5 separate regions of the Mus musculus genome follow, and regions 1, 3, 4 and 5 are each linked to region 2. Evidence: chromatin contacts called from public HiChIP or PLAC-seq, Micro-C and promoter capture Hi-C data. All regions are on one chromosome and are shown on one strand. Each heading gives the region's core, a stretch centred on a gene start, on an enhancer-like site or on the middle of the called end of the contact. The rest is flanking DNA. Distances are from core to core; before and after follow the strand shown. Region 1 overlaps Chchd6 (coiled-coil-helix-coiled-coil-helix domain containing 6). Region 2 holds the start of Plxna1 (plexin A1). Region 3 overlaps 4933427D06Rik (RIKEN cDNA 4933427D06 gene). Region 4 overlaps Chchd6 (coiled-coil-helix-coiled-coil-helix domain containing 6). Region 5 overlaps Chchd6 (coiled-coil-helix-coiled-coil-helix domain containing 6).

What was found. Promoter capture Hi-C pulls out the DNA fragments that hold promoters and counts their contacts. HiChIP or PLAC-seq counts read pairs in DNA pulled down with a chosen protein or histone mark. Hi-C and Micro-C count contacts between places; a contact is called where the count stands out from the background.
Region 1: an H3K4me3 HiChIP or PLAC-seq map of bone marrow-derived macrophages shows a contact between it and region 2, with 3 times the contacts expected there. The contact joins the enhancer-like site here to the promoter of Plxna1 in region 2. A contact is called at or near these places in 9 of 39 promoter capture datasets (3T3-L1-derived adipocytes, the C10 cell line, the SN4741 cell line and 6 more), 1 of 15 datasets of contacts at CTCF or cohesin (large pre-B cells), 4 of 484 Hi-C or Micro-C datasets (the 3T3-L1 cell line, bone marrow-derived macrophages, cerebral cortex and 1 more), 14 of 115 datasets of contacts at active chromatin or transcription factors (the 230-238 cell line, SST interneurons, bone marrow-derived macrophages and 9 more) and 3 of 9 other capture datasets (adipose tissue, embryonic stem cells and liver).
Region 3: a RAD21 HiChIP or PLAC-seq map of pro-B cells shows a contact between it and region 2, with 4 times the contacts expected there. The contact joins the enhancer-like site here to the promoter of Plxna1 in region 2. A contact is called at or near these places in 14 of 39 promoter capture datasets (the 3T3-L1 cell line, 3T3-L1-derived adipocytes, the C10 cell line and 9 more), 2 of 15 datasets of contacts at CTCF or cohesin (large pre-B cells and pro-B cells), 7 of 484 Hi-C or Micro-C datasets (the C10 cell line, the CH12 cell line, the N1E-115 cell line and 3 more), 16 of 115 datasets of contacts at active chromatin or transcription factors (the 230-238 cell line, bone marrow-derived dendritic cells, bone marrow-derived macrophages and 9 more) and 2 of 9 other capture datasets (embryonic stem cells and liver).
Region 4: a Micro-C map of the G1E-ER4 cell line shows a contact between it and region 2, with 3 times the contacts expected there. The contact joins the enhancer-like site here to the promoter of Plxna1 in region 2. A contact is called at or near these places in 15 of 39 promoter capture datasets (the 3T3-L1 cell line, 3T3-L1-derived adipocytes, the C10 cell line and 8 more), 25 of 484 Hi-C or Micro-C datasets (3T3-L1-derived adipocytes, the C10 cell line, the C3H10T1/2 cell line and 17 more), 23 of 115 datasets of contacts at active chromatin or transcription factors (the 230-238 cell line, the NIH/3T3 cell line, astrocytes and 17 more) and 4 of 9 other capture datasets (adipose tissue, embryonic stem cells, liver and 1 more).
Region 5: a promoter capture Hi-C map of hippocampal neurons shows a contact between it and region 2, with 4 times the contacts expected there. The contact joins the enhancer-like site here to the promoter of Plxna1 in region 2. A contact is called at or near these places in 8 of 39 promoter capture datasets (the 3T3-L1 cell line, 3T3-L1-derived adipocytes, HPC-7-derived erythroid cells and 4 more), 5 of 484 Hi-C or Micro-C datasets (the HL-1 cell line, bone marrow-derived macrophages, cerebral cortex and 2 more), 8 of 115 datasets of contacts at active chromatin or transcription factors (SST interneurons, bone marrow-derived macrophages, embryonic forebrain and 4 more) and 2 of 9 other capture datasets (adipose tissue and embryonic stem cells).

Annotation. Positions count from the first base shown.
Region 1 is chr6:89,578,519-89,581,218 of GRCm38.p6, reverse strand. The region is part of intron 1 of Chchd6 (coiled-coil-helix-coiled-coil-helix domain containing 6); the gene reads left to right. Among named protein-coding and RNA genes, the nearest start is that of Chchd6, 16 kb to the left of the region's middle. Within about 2 kb of position 1,263, at least 9 of the 459 cell types and tissues checked have an H3K27ac peak or open chromatin away from gene starts, as enhancers often do. A contact at or near this core is called in 3T3-L1-derived adipocytes and bone marrow-derived macrophages, where this site is marked.
Region 2 is chr6:89,361,179-89,363,878 of GRCm38.p6, reverse strand. It overlaps Plxna1 (plexin A1), which reads left to right and starts at 1,266. Exons shown (of 32, transcript NM_008881.2): 1 at 1,266-1,472. It overlaps Gm40415, which reads right to left and starts at 2,524. Exons shown (of 2, transcript XM_017321867.2): 1 at 2,481-2,524; 2 at 1,288-2,294. The coding sequence starts at 2,135. The coding sequence ends at 1,701.
Region 3 is chr6:89,109,083-89,111,782 of GRCm38.p6, reverse strand. 4933427D06Rik (RIKEN cDNA 4933427D06 gene) reads right to left here. Exons shown (of 4, transcript NR_134978.1): 4 at 1,744-2,700. Among named protein-coding and RNA genes, the nearest start is that of 4933427D06Rik, 14 kb to the right of the region's middle. Within about 2 kb of position 1,347, at least 15 of the 459 cell types and tissues checked have an H3K27ac peak or open chromatin away from gene starts, as enhancers often do. A contact at or near this core is called in the 230-238 cell line, the CH12 cell line and pro-B cells, where this site is marked.
Region 4 is chr6:89,536,887-89,539,586 of GRCm38.p6, reverse strand. All of the region lies in intron 4 of Chchd6 (coiled-coil-helix-coiled-coil-helix domain containing 6), which reads left to right. Among named protein-coding and RNA genes, the nearest start is that of Chchd6, 57 kb to the left of the region's middle. Within about 2 kb of position 1,331, at least 6 of the 459 cell types and tissues checked have an H3K27ac peak or open chromatin away from gene starts, as enhancers often do. A contact at or near this core is called in the G1E-ER4 cell line and the HL-1 cell line, where this site is marked.
Region 5 is chr6:89,497,807-89,500,506 of GRCm38.p6, reverse strand. The region is part of intron 4 of Chchd6 (coiled-coil-helix-coiled-coil-helix domain containing 6); the gene reads left to right. Among named protein-coding and RNA genes, the nearest start is that of Gm46966, 46 kb to the right of the region's middle. Within about 2 kb of position 1,291, at least 41 of the 459 cell types and tissues checked have an H3K27ac peak or open chromatin away from gene starts, as enhancers often do. A contact at or near this core is called in SST interneurons, adipose tissue, cerebral cortex and 2 more, where this site is marked.

The DNA.
Region 1 (2,700 bases), core at 14-2,513, 220 kb before region 2:
GCCAGGCATTTGCTCCCTGGCACATTAGTGCATACACTGTACTTCCTTTGACTCTGATCTTCTTTAGTTGGATTACAGGATGCAGCTCATCTGTCAATAGTTCTTCTGTTGGGTACTTCCCTTGGTAAGGCAGCACTGGCTCCTCACAACTTTCATTTACAGGGTGGCCATATGACTTGCCCAGACTATGTAACTATCTGCATAGTTCTTTATGAGTGGCTGGAAAAAGTAGGAAAGAGGTCCTTCTTGGACTTTACCTCACTCTGGGGAATTTTGGAAGTGTCAGCCTAGCATGCCACAGTGTCAGGAACAGACCCCTTCTCCTTAGGGTCCCTTGCTACAACAGCATGAGTTCAGGTCCAGGTATCAGACTTGGATGTTATCAGACCCAGAAGGTGTATTAAATAGAACCTACAATCATTGTGTGTGGATTCTGGGCACTATGGGAAGAGACTTGCACAAGGTCAGGAGAGCCTGGGCACACCGCTTTCAAAGTTCCTTGGTTCAATCCTTTCATTTACCTCTGTGCACTTGGCATGTGTGTGGCCTGAACTATAACCCATGTTGGTTTGGTATGTACCAGTCACACTGAATAGCTAGCATTTATGGTTTTGTGTGTGTGTGTGTGTGTGTGCAAATGCTTTCTGCAGTTTACCTCAGTGAAGCCCTGGAGTCACTTACATTATTTCCATATCACAGATGAAGAAACTGATTTAGAGATAAGAAGGCCCCTGCCCAATGTCATGCAGCTTAGCTAGAATTCAGACCCAGATGGGCCTGACTGCAGGACTCTTTCTCCTGAGCTCTGTGGAAGCCAGTAGCCTGAGCATGCTTCTGACTTAGGTCAGGAAAGGGAAGCGCAGAGATAGGAAGAGATCTTTGTCCCTTATCCCTTGCCACAGCTCTCTGCTGGCCACATGGAACACTTTCTTTCTTCCTCTGGTGGTATAGTGACAAGAGGTCTAGTGGCACTGAGCACCCAGCCCTGTCTGGCTTTGGAGGCCTCTGTTCTGGTTTTGTTGGTGCAGGGAGCATTGCCCAGATGGTGTTTATTCTCGCATGACTACTGTGTGTGTGTGTTTGTTGATTAAAAATATTACTTGCTGTATTTTGTAGCAACATTAAAAAATATTACAAATTTCTTACCGCCAACAAGAACTGTGCCAATGTTTTCCTTAACCCTTCATTCACCAGGCAGTGTGGTTCTGTTGATGCCACCTATGCCAGGGCTGGCAAATCAGAGCCTGTGACTCACCGTGGCAGCCCTCGACTTTGACTTCCTCTTCTCCTGGAGTCAGGGTTGACCTCTTACCCTGATCTACTCCCTGCCCTCCCCTCAAGAACCAATTGGTAGTGTTTTCTGATTTCTGGATTTCTGTAGTAGAAATACTCCCTCCCAGGTCAATTTCAAACAGCTATCATGATGTCAATTAGTTTGCTAAATTTTCTGAAAACTTAAAAATCAGCTTTCAGGAGCTGTTTCCTGCACGGTGGTAGGATGGCCACATACTCTTTCCATCTTGTTATGTTCTCACCTCAGAGGCTCCCTTCGGGAATACTATACTCAGTGTACCCTAGTACACTGACTTCAGTATGTGTCTGCTGTTTCTTGCTCTGAAACTGACCTTCACTTCCCAGTTGTGTTCAGAGAAGGAACATGACCTCTGAAGGCTCTTTCCCTTTTTTGATCTCAGGATTTTTGGTATCCACACAGTAGTGTATTATTTTCTTAGTGGTTTCTCTTCATTTCTCCTTTATCCATGTTCTTTCAATAATGTGGGAATCACATTTTTTTCCTCTTCTTTAAGTCCCAGCTCTCATTCATTCCTATTAGACAAGACAACTGCCACTGGGTTGTTCATGTTTGTGTTCTCTCTCCTCTCTCGTCTCCTTTCCCTTCCCTTCCTTTCCCTTCCCTTCCCTTTCCTTCCCTTTCCCCTTCCCCTCCCCTCCCCTCCCCTCTCCTCTCTCTCTCTCTCTCTCTCTCATGAAATATGATCAGCATAATGTATAATCTATTCCTTGCCCCAAGCTGCTGATAATTGTTTTTGTGTCTGGAGATTTTCCTGGATGGATAGACCACATAGGTTTATGTTATGCAGGCTGTGGATGTCTATGTTTAGCTTCTTTCACATAGCATGTTTTCTGGGATTGTCCATATGATAGTATGCATCAATATTTCATTCCTTTTTATTATTCAATAGTATTCCATTGTATAGATGTTTATATTTTTATTTACTTACTTTCATACGTTAGTTGAACATCTAGGTGCTCTCTTATTGGCCACTCTGGATAAGCTGTTGTGAACATTAGTGTAGAAGCATGTGTGGGCATGCTTCCTTTCTCTTTGGCTTGAGCTGATTGTTAGAACTGCTGGATCATTTGGGTAACTCTATGTTTAACCTCTGGAAACCCTTCCAGACTCTTTCCAGTCCTGCCTATACTATGTTATACCCCGCATTGTACAAGTCTTCTGATCTCTGTAGCTGTGCAGACGTACTGTTCTGATCAGACACAGCTGCTCTGATGGATGTGAAGTGTTCTCTCAGCATGCCTTTCTTTATTTTTTATCTCTGTAATGACTGATATTAAATGACTGCTCTTGTTCTTCTTGGCTCTCTGTCTATTTTTGCTAGATAACTTTCTGCTCATATCTTTTGTCCATGGTATTGGCATTGGGTTACTGTGACCAAATACCCA
Region 2 (2,700 bases), core at 17-2,516:
TGCGCAGTCTGTCTACCCGGTTTGTACAGCACAGCAGAGATTTGTACATTCAGTATGTAGTGCCTGTGGAGTCCGACGGTAAGTGTAACTGTGGAAGAAGGGTCTCACCGCCATTCAGAAGCAAAAAGAACCAGCACCAACTTTCAGCCTGGCAAAATCAAACCATTACCTTTCCCACTGTTGCTGACACTTCTCCATCACGTGGAGGGGTGGGGTTTCACTTGGGGGAAAACCAAGTTTGCATCGTCTGTTGAAGCTAAAGACCAAGGTCTAGAGCAGGGGGCTCCAGTCCAGTAGCAGAAGAGAGGGTTAACTATCCAGAATAGCCTGTGCCACACAGTGAGAGCAAAGACTGACCACAGGACCCTGCATTCCTATCAGAGAGGAAGGCGGGACACCATTTCTATAGCATCCTCAAACAAGCTACACAAAAGAATATGTCATTCAGGGAGACAAAATGTAAACGGTCACACCCAAAGAAAAACCAGGCAAGGATGAGCACAGGGAAAGAGGGTGATGACTGCTTGGGAGACGAGTACGGACAATGGTCCTTACCGAATGAGCTGCACTGGGTCCCCCAGGCTGTGCCCAGTCAGCCTTCGCCCCTCCCACGACCACCTTTTCTGACTGCTCTGTTCTGTTCTGCGCACAGCTGCCTGCTTTGGTCTGGATGCCTTGCACTGGGTGACCTTATTGAGAAAGGTTCTCTACCCGACCGAGACCTGGCGCAATCCAGCTCTGCAGGCCAGCCCCGCGCCCGCGATCGACCCGGCGAGGTCTCTATCCTGCTGGGGTAGTTCTAACACGCCCCGCTGCAGGACCGCGTACCGGACAGGACAGTCGTCCTCTGAGCTTAGGCATCCCGGCACGCGCCACCTCCTGGGGCCTGCGGGGTGCAGTGCCGGTCCCACCTAAGCGATCGTTGCGCAGGCAGAGATGAGCAATAGGACCAGGGCAAGTGCTTCCTCCGGACTCAGTTTACCCTTCCGTGCACGAAAGCTGTACTTCCAGCCTGTGCTCCTTAAAGAGTGCATCGACTCCTGGGACCACCCGGACCACCTCACCCACCCCCACCCCAGTCCAGAGTTTTAAGGCTGAGGTGGCCATCGCCCTTTGAAGGCAAGCGGTGGGGCCCGCCGCGCGCGCTCTCGCCGCGGGGCCGAGCGCCCCCTGCAGGCCATCGCGGGTCCCGCCCCGCCCCCGCCCCCGCCCCCGGCCCCGCCCCCCGGCTTCGGCCGGCGCATGCGCGCGGCACGGCGCTCCGCGGGGCGGCGAGAGCGAGGCCGGTCCGCAGCCGCGCGGAGCTCAGCGCCCCATTCATGCTGGGCAGCGGCGACGCAGCCACGCAGCGGAGCGGAGCCCGGGCGCGGCGGCCTCGGCCTGGGCGGCCTGCGCGGCGTGGGCGGCCCCGCAGAGGGGCGAGCGGCGGGGCGCAACGATGGCCAGCGGCGGGACGCGCCCGGGGTTGGCGGGTGAGTCGGGGCGCAACTTTCCCCGCGGGCGGCGGGAGGCTCGTCGCGGCCCGGGGTCCCGAGTGGCCGGGGGGCGCTGGCGGCGGCCAGGGGGGTGTGCGCGGGGACTGCGGCGCGCGTGTCCGCGGCTGGCGTGTCCTGCGGTTCCGGCCGGGCGCCCGCGTGTGTCCGGGCGCGGTCTCCGCTATGGGCTGCCGCGTCCCGGCGGGTCGCAGCACGTCCGGGGCCCTACGATCCGGGGGGGCGCAATGTCTGTGGCCGCAGTCGCGGTCCCTTCCTCCAGGCAGGAGAGAAAGTTTGCAGTGGCCCCGCGGGAAGGGCCCTGCGGGTGCCCATGTCGGCCCGTGTTGCGCCGGGTCGGACCGGGCCGCGGGTGGGGACGTGGGCCGCAGGCGAGCGCCGCGCTGGGCAGGCCCGGGCAGGGCCGCGGGATTCGGGGCAGGTCCCTGGCTGCGCCTCGGGCCGGCCTGAGGCAGTGGGGTGGAAGTTGCAAGGCTTCGTGGGGACCCCCGCCCCCTCCGGCTCCGGCGCGCGAGTGGGCGCCGCAGCCAGCCCAGGCCCGCAGGCCCTCCACCCGGCTGCAAGGGGCGGTGCGGTGCCACCGGAGAGGACGCCGGCTCGGGCCTCCTCGGCCTCCCCCTGCGCAGGGCCTCCACGGGTCATTCCTTCCCCGGAGGATTCCCCTCTTGCTTCCTGGACGGTCCCAGGCCTGGTGTACGGCGAGGACGGCGGCGGTGATGGGCTGACTCTGGCTGCTGTAGGGAAGGGCGAGTGTAGATTCCTGGGAGGCCCCCTCTGCCTGCAGAGATCCCAGGTGCTGCCCTGGAAGGATACAAGAGGGCTTCAGAGAGGCTACTAGGTGGCCGGAGCCCTCTCAGTCTCATCGGTGGGGTGCTGGGGCCACGCCCCTTGAAAGAAAGGGGTGTGTTGGGGGGGGATGGGAACGAACTGAGCCTCTGCCCCTCTGCCAGGCTCCTACCTCTGGCTCTGGCTCCTGGTGCTACCTACCTCTTCCAGCAGGTGCTGCGGGTCTTCAGTCCCATCAGGGTGGTGCTATCCTGTGCTTCTCCAGCCCTCCTAGAGCACCCCCAGTTTTCCAGCTCCATTGCTTGTTGGGGGTGAGCAGGAGGAGGTAGTGCTGCATTAGGCTGGCCAAGAGTCTGCTGGGTCGGGGAAGCACTCAGCCAGTGCCCTAGGCAGAGGTGCAAAACAGGGACTCTGCTTCAGG
Region 3 (2,700 bases), core at 98-2,597, 250 kb after region 2:
AACAATTGGAATGCTGGGAAAAAGATGCCTCAGATAGGGGTCAGAGGCCCACATTCCCCAGGCCTGGGTGAGCCTGCAGGTGTCCATTCTTTGCAGGCCAGGCCAGGGACTTCTGTAATGCCCTATGGTGATGTCTGAACGTGGCTTGACCCTAATGAGTCAGGCTGCAATTCAGCATCATAGACCAGATGGGACCTGCAAGAAGTGGTGAGATTCTGCCCTGGTGACAGGGTTGCTCCCTGGGTGAACTGGAAGGTGACAGAGCTGAGTCCCACAGCACAAGGCAGCCTGGGAAAGGAAGAGGAAGGTGGTGTGAGCAGAAACCCCCAAGTTTGCTGCTTCTAACAGTAATGCTCCCAAAGGAGGAGACAAAGGAATGGCACCCCACAGAGCATGTGCAGAGGAGATATGCTGACCTGGAACAAAGAAATGAGGCGAGCCAGCAAATTAAACAGGTAGATAAACAAAAATAAAAAGATATGGAACCTTATTAATAGCCGAGGCAATTCTAATTAGAACAAAAATAAAATAACGAGTTTTTATCTAAGATATTGCCAAAAATTCCAGAGCCCCAGCATGGCCTGCCAGCAACGACGCCTCACACCATAAGCTGGCATTGTGTGAGAACTAATCTGGATGCAGTATCTTAGCATCTATTAAAATAAAATAGACCATACCATTTGACACAGGGATCTAAGTTTGATAAGTTATTTTATAAACTTAAAAACAAACAACAAAAACCACAAAAGCAGGCTGGTCCTTAAGATATGTGTGTAAACTGGGACACGGTGGTGCATGCCTTTAATCCCAGCAGTTGGGAAACAAGGTCGGGTGGATCTCTTGTGGGTTGGAGGCCAGCCTGGTCTACAAAGTGAGTTCCAAGACAGCCAGGTCAACACAGAAAAACTGTATCTAAAACCAAAAAGATCTGTGTAGAAGTGTGATGAGGCCTTGTGGCCATGGGAATGCCTTAGAAATGGCACAGCCAGAACTTATGTGTGTGGAGATTGCTGTATGAGGACAGGAAGTGCAGGTGGAGGGGTCCTGAGGTGACATCCTTTAGGCTCACAAATCAGAGAACCCCACAGATCTGCCCACTGTGCTTCCCACTGCTTTCAAGGTCAGATGGAGGAGCTATGGGGTGCAAAGGGACAGTTCCCAATGTACCTACCACACCTATGACACCTGTCTGGTCCCCGAGCTTGGTTCTGGATGATTCTGAGAGATGGTGCTGTGGTTTGGATATAGGTGTCCTCAGGAGGCTCCTGTGTTTGTACTGGTGCTACTTGAAAATGAAAGGTTGTGAACTTTCTGGAGGGCAAAGTGAGTCGCTAGGGATGAGGTTTGTGGTTTTGTAGTCCAGCCCCACTTCCTGTCTGACCTCTGACTGCCAGGTGCAATGTGACCCGGCCTCTCCCACTTAACCTCCCCATCATCATAGAATGTATTCCCTCAAACTGAGCCAAGATAGCCCCTTCCTTAAGTAGCTTCTTGTCAGGCATTTGATCTCAGCAACAAGAAACAAGTGACTAACATGGACAGAGTGCTGTATGTATGGGAAATCAAAATACAGCAGAGACTTCAGAGCACACACATGTTGAGCAGGCTTCTACAGCTACAGGAAATTAGCAGGCAGGAGGAAACCAAACCTACTGTCTTCCATAACTTCAGGAGGACAGCTTTTCTAAACACATTTTGCTTTTGCATTGCTAATTTATGAAATTTTACAAAAAGAATTTTGTACAACCAAAGCCCAAGAGGAGGATTTATTTAAAAGGATAGTTAACTACACACACACACACACATACAAAGATTCATGATAAAAACTCTTCTTGGACATTTTTCTTAGAAACAAATACAAACTTCATAAATACAAAATCCAATTTATAATTCACCTTTAGGAGTACTGAAGACAGGAACTATTTTAACTTGATCAGAGACATCCATGAGAAAACTGACAGGAAATTCCCATTAATGATAATTAAAAAAAAAAAAAGAAGAAGAAGACATTTAAAATATTCTCACTGAGGCCAAAAGGCTATTATTACCAAACTATTCCACACTTAGCCTTCTGTTGAGACAGGTCTCATCATGTAACTCTGCAGACCAGGTTGGCATAGAATTAACAAAGATCCACCTGCCTCTGCCTCACAAGTGCTGGGATTAAAGGTGTGCGCCACTATCGCCCAGCCTCTTACTCGGTGTTTTAAATGTGGCTCACTCTCTTTGTTTCCTTTCATAAACCCCCGTGCCTTTTGTTCAATTTGTCCAATTTTCTTTGACTTACTCATTTTCAATCTAGTCTGAACTTCTAGTGCCTTTCAACTCACTTGGGGATCCTGGGCTGGTGGGACAGTGCTTCCGGTAAAAACGTTCTGCCAAGCCTACAGGCCTGGGTTCAAGGCTCGGGTCTGCACAGGGTAAAAATTAAGAGCTGTCTCTGCAAGTTGTCCTCTGACCTCCATAGACAGACTGTGCCACATACATGCCCACACAGATACACACAATAAGATATCATAGTAAAAACAACAACAACAACTAGTACTACTACTACTACTACTACTACTACTACTACTACTACTACTATTCAGCAACAGCTACTGCTGCCTCCAAACTATAAGGGTCCACATCAGGATATCCTGCTTCAGAGAACTTCATACATACATACACTCATCCTCCCCAGCTCTAGGCACGGCTGGG
Region 4 (2,700 bases), core at 82-2,581, 180 kb before region 2:
GTGATTCAAGAGCTTGCTGTGCATACCTGGGAACCCAAATTTGCATCTCTAGCCCCCATGTAAAAATCCTGGTGTAATGGGCTGCATCATGTTCTTGTTCTTCCATTGTTGGGAGGTGGAGACAAGCAGGTCCTGGAGGCTGCTGTCTAGCTCATCTAGCCTATGAGAGATCCATCTCAAAACCAAGGTGAAGAATGATCCAGGAAGACACAGAGTGTTGACTTCAGCTCTCTACAGGTATGTGCACAGGCACATGTACTCATATACTTGTGCAACACACACACACCAGTATGGTTATGGAATTATAGTGGAAATTATTTTTTGGCTGAATATTTGATAACAGTAGGACAGGGAGCATTTATAGCATTTTTTTAAACTGGCTGATATTTTGGTTTTATAATCAACAATGTTGAGAACTTGTAAACAGGACAAAATGGCAGAATTATGTTTGAGGCCATTTCAGAAATTGTTGAAGACTGTGCCCTAATCCTAAAATTCCTTTAACGGTGTTTTAGGAAATACAACTCAGCAACTTAGACAGCAATTTTTAAGCTCAAACATTCTAACACAATTCAATCTAAAGACATACTGATTTGCTACTTATATGCTGAGGAATGCTGGTAGGAAAACATTGAAAGCTGTTGTTTTCTGTAACTAATCCATTTTGCTTCTATAAGAACAGTACGTCCATTGAGGAAGCTGAAGGGTTTCAGACTCTTCATTGGTGGTGTGTCGTGTAATGATACTGTGTGTTCAGAACCAAAGCTACAGTGACATCAGCCATGTGATATCTTGAGTGCTGCCAAGCTACCTTGGGTTCATTATGCATTTGATTTTGAATTAGTTTTTGGTCATTACAAACCTTTCACTGTACCACTCCATATGTAGTTGTGACCCACAGTTTAAGCAGTGGGTTCTGGTGGTATTCTGAAATCAGAAGCAATAGAAACCCCATGTATAAGCCTTCTGATGTGGCTGCTCCTACAGATGTCTAAGGGGACTTGGTGCTGAGTCATGAGGCCTTTGGTCAGACAGCCTTCCTTTTATCACAGAGTCATCTTCTGGTTTTGTGCTAGCTGGTTGTATAATTCTAGTATACTACCAGAAAGAATAGGAAGGCATGAGTCTACTGCATTGGTGCCTCTTTTAAAAAAATTTTTTTTTTACTTAAATTGTAAAGATTTGGGACAAATACCATCAGTTCCTTTCACACACACACACACACACACACACACACACACACACACACCCCATGGTGAGGAAGTAATGTATTGCCTATCAGCTATAGTCTAGTAGTCTAGTCAGGAGATAGAAACCACAGCCATCTCTGGAACAGAGGGAATTTGATAAGAGGGGGCAGGTTGTTAGCAGGTTCCTGAGCGAGTAGGAAGACTCTAGTTGTAGATTCCCTTGAGTGACAGGCAGCTGCATAAGCTGAATTGGGATTTACTACCATTGAGGGCCAGGTCAAAGAATCTAGCAGAGACCAGAGATGAGAGCCATGGCCTAAGAACTCAGTATTGTCTCATGATGGGTGCTGCCTTGTGCGTAGGTGGGGTGTGAGACCTGAATGTACTCTGTACTGAGTTGTTTGGAGATTGCTGTTCTTTGAATAGTTCAGACATCTCACCATAGAGAGTATGCTTTTAAGCTGTAGATGTTTCTGTTTTGGTACAATATGGCTTCCTAGTTGCATTTTGCACATGTATAGTTTAATTCATTTTGTATGCTGGTAACCATGTTGAACACTACCATGCAACTTCAAGAGAGAGCCCCAGAGCATATTCCCAGAGTAGTTTGGATTATAGCTGATATATCAGCTATAACACATCATCTGTGAGGCACGTCTCCAGTAACCCAGGAACCTGGAGGGTACATTTGTTAGGTATTGATAGAAATAGCCATGTGTTCTATATGGTTAGTGCTCACCTCCTGCCAGCTGGTAAGTAGTGGCTAGCACTGCATCTAGAGTTCTAAGATGAATGTTTTCAGTCCTTCACTATTGACTTTTGTTGGTGGTGTCTTACCTGAAGTGTGTTTTTCTTTGTGGTGATAAAATGACTGTATTCTTTCTTACAGGTGGTAATGTGTTAGGTTCGTTTGGGTATAATGTTCTTCTTAGATTGGGAATCCTAGGACAGGGATAAAGTGAGGACAAACACAGCATCAGACTTTGTCAAGCTTCAGAGTCCTTCCTGCCCTCATCATTGGCTACCTGTTACCTGCCTGCCTTGGCCGACCACCTCCACAGCAGCCTTATCTGCCCTCCAGGCAGCTCTTTTTCTCCTCCTTGAGACCTACCCATTTCCTAAGGTTCCTACCTTGCTAGGCTTCTACACTGAATTCTAACTAGAGTCTGATCTCCCCAAGGCATGGAGGCCCCAAATCAGCACTTGAGGTTAAAGCCAAACATGGTGCAGCTAGCTGTGGGAGGCTCTGGGAAGGAAGTCTCGTGAAGCAAGTTGGGAGAATCCCCGTTTCAGCAGCAAATCAGACCAGGTGTGTTTTCAGCAGAGTTTTCCTTAGCAGATCAGTACTTTGTTCAGCAGTTGGTTAGAGCAGGTGGAATCGCAGCAGGGTTTGGGGATAGGTTGAAGGAAGAGTTCTGATGACCAAATGCTAGACTCGGGAGTGTGGGAAAATGTCCTCTAACAGAGCCAGGGACTGGGGCTGTTGATGAACCTTTTCTGCTTGCACAGT
Region 5 (2,700 bases), core at 42-2,541, 140 kb before region 2:
GCCTTTTTCTAAGAGCTCTGAAATGTGGTGAGAGACCGTGTAGGTAAGGAGGGTGTAGAGCAGAGGGATGTGCTTCTAAGGTTGGAGGTAGCCCCTTGCTGCTCCTGTGGCCTCATTAGTCCTGGTTCTCTTGTGATTGCCATAGTTTCCCACTAAAAGACTATGTGATGGATATCTTTCATTTTTGTGGCCAAATCTAACTTTTTATAACTTGGAAGTCAAGGTATGTGGCTGTGCCTCTGCTGGCCTCATCCCTGCTTTCTCTAGGAGAAGACATACCTTTGTTGGAGGTACGAGGAACTCCTTAGCATGTGCAGAGCAATCAACAGTTCAGGAATGACTATTCAGACAGCATTTCCCCTTCCCCTGTCCAGAAATGAATGTCTATCAACATCAAACACCTCCCTGCCCTCAGCATTCTGCCCATGCTCTCCTTCCCATCTCTACCCTGTCCCACACCTACAGCAAGGCTGTTGGGATACTCTTGTGCTCTACCCCTGCATGAGGACACACTAGAGGCCTATGAGCAGGAACACTGTTTTAACAATTTCTGGCATTAGCAGCAACTACCAGTTGGATGCTTGAGAAAGATTCTTTCAGGGGAATTACAGGGAGCTTACATGGAAGCTTAGTGCTTTCTTGTTGGCTATGTTAACAGCCAGTTGAAAGAGTGATCATGTTGCCATTGTTATGATCTGATGGGGTGTGATGATCAGTGGCCTCAATTGGCCAGCACCCACTGTCACCGAGGGAAAGCTGAGGGCCTTCTAAAGGAGCTAGTTCTCAGAGATTTAGGCTCTGTAAGTTCTGAGTGGGCCAGGATTCTTGAACTTCCCTGGTTCAAGAATTGACTGTTGTTGCACTTTATCCTGGGAGTAGCTTCACCTAATGTGGATGGAGCACAATGGACTTTTCCTTCAGTCCTAGAGGATCCACAGCTGGGAACTTGTAAGGATGAGGAGGCTTCTGCAGCCTATACAACCTCCTTTCACTTTTAGTAGATGGCAACATGTGATCTGGATCCCAGCAGCCTTGCAAAATGTTGTTGCCTGTCTGTGCTGATGCCTGAAAGCCAGAAGGCAGCAGAGCCTTATGCAAGAGGGGAGTTGGGTTGTTTTCTCTTTACAATCAAGTATGTTGGGGTTTTGCCAGATAGATTTTCCTCTTGCCTTTTTACATTTTTTTTCCAAATGAAAAGCTTTTCTGGCAGATGTCGTAAAGCCACTTCTAGGGCATTGATAGTTACCTAAAAAAGCCCCTGGCTTCCTCTCCCCGCCAGCTGACTGTGCATTTCAGTGCCCCACATCTGTGCTGTCTTTCACAGAAGGCTGAGCCTGCAAGTGCCTGCTCTGGTGAAGACCTGGCCTGTGCCTGCGGGCCCCCAGCACGGGTCTGTCCCTCCTGCTTAGACTCTTATGACCTCACTTTCACCCTCCCTCTGTTGGACCTGAACCTGCTGCAGCTTTCACGACTCTCATGGCATTCAAGGCCCTGTGAGATCTGCCTGCATCTGGCCTTTCCTTTATCTCCTCATTTGCTGATTCAGCTTGCCTCTTCCGTCTCTCATTGGCCTGTGCTGTGCTGTGCTGTGCTGTGCTGTGCTGTGCTGTGCTGTGCTGTGCTGTGCTGTGCTGTGCTGTGCTGTGTGCTGTGCTGTGCTGTGTGCTGTGCTGTGCTGCCTCTTTTGCTGTCTTCCCTGATCTTCCTCTACACCTTCTTTCCTACTTCCCATTAGAGAGGAGTCTGTCCAGATCATGTTACATGACACTTATGAGCAGTAGAATATACCTGAGGACAAGGCAGAAAGGCCAGGGTTTGTGTCCTGTGTATCCAGTCCAGCTCTTCACAGAGCTTTTTCTTTTTAAGGACAGGGTGCCCTGGTAGTCTTGGTAGGAAGAGTGTCTAAGGTGACCTGTAAAGCAAAGAGTAGCATCAAGACATGCCTCCAGATATCTGCCTGCTTTAGACAACTCTCCTATGCTGCTGGACTGGAAGTCCTTCTCTCTATGCCCGTGCCTTGGCAGCTGACAGATAGAAGTAGCATTTCTCACTGTGTTGCAATTGTTTGCAAAAGGCTCTTTTCCCTCCTTAAACAGGTGCTTTGACTTGACTATGTTGGATTCACCCTACACAAAGCCACTTAAGCCCTTCCTAGATGCCTTGTTCCATAAGTATGTGCTCAAGGTGTACCACTAAACTCAGAGAGTCAGAGTCAGGCTCCCAGAGGTGGCTGCTCCCCAGGGAGATAGGCAACCTTCCTTTCTGCCTTTCATTATGTTTATTACCTGAACTGATTTTGACTCTGTATTAAAATGTATTTGTAAAGAGAAAGTAAGTGAAGGCCTTATAAAGGGAGTCTGTCAGTGTGGGGCCCAGTGTTCTCTAATGCAGATCACCATGGCAACATGGTAGCCTTCACATTTCACTAGTTAAGAAGATGAACTCTTCTGCCCACAGAATCCAACCGGATTGGCCACCATTACTTAGTGCTCTGTGCAGCAAGTCTTCCTGAAAGCCAGCAGACCTCATTACCAGGGACCTTTCCTCAGCAGGGATCATCATCTATCTAGCTGTCTTGGTCCTTCATGTCTCCTTCTTGACCCCCTCCTGCATCAGGCCTTGTAGCACTGTCTAAAGCAGGCCTGGGGTGAGCAATGGCCCATATGGCTTTTATCTGCATGCCCGCTGCCTCTCTTCCAG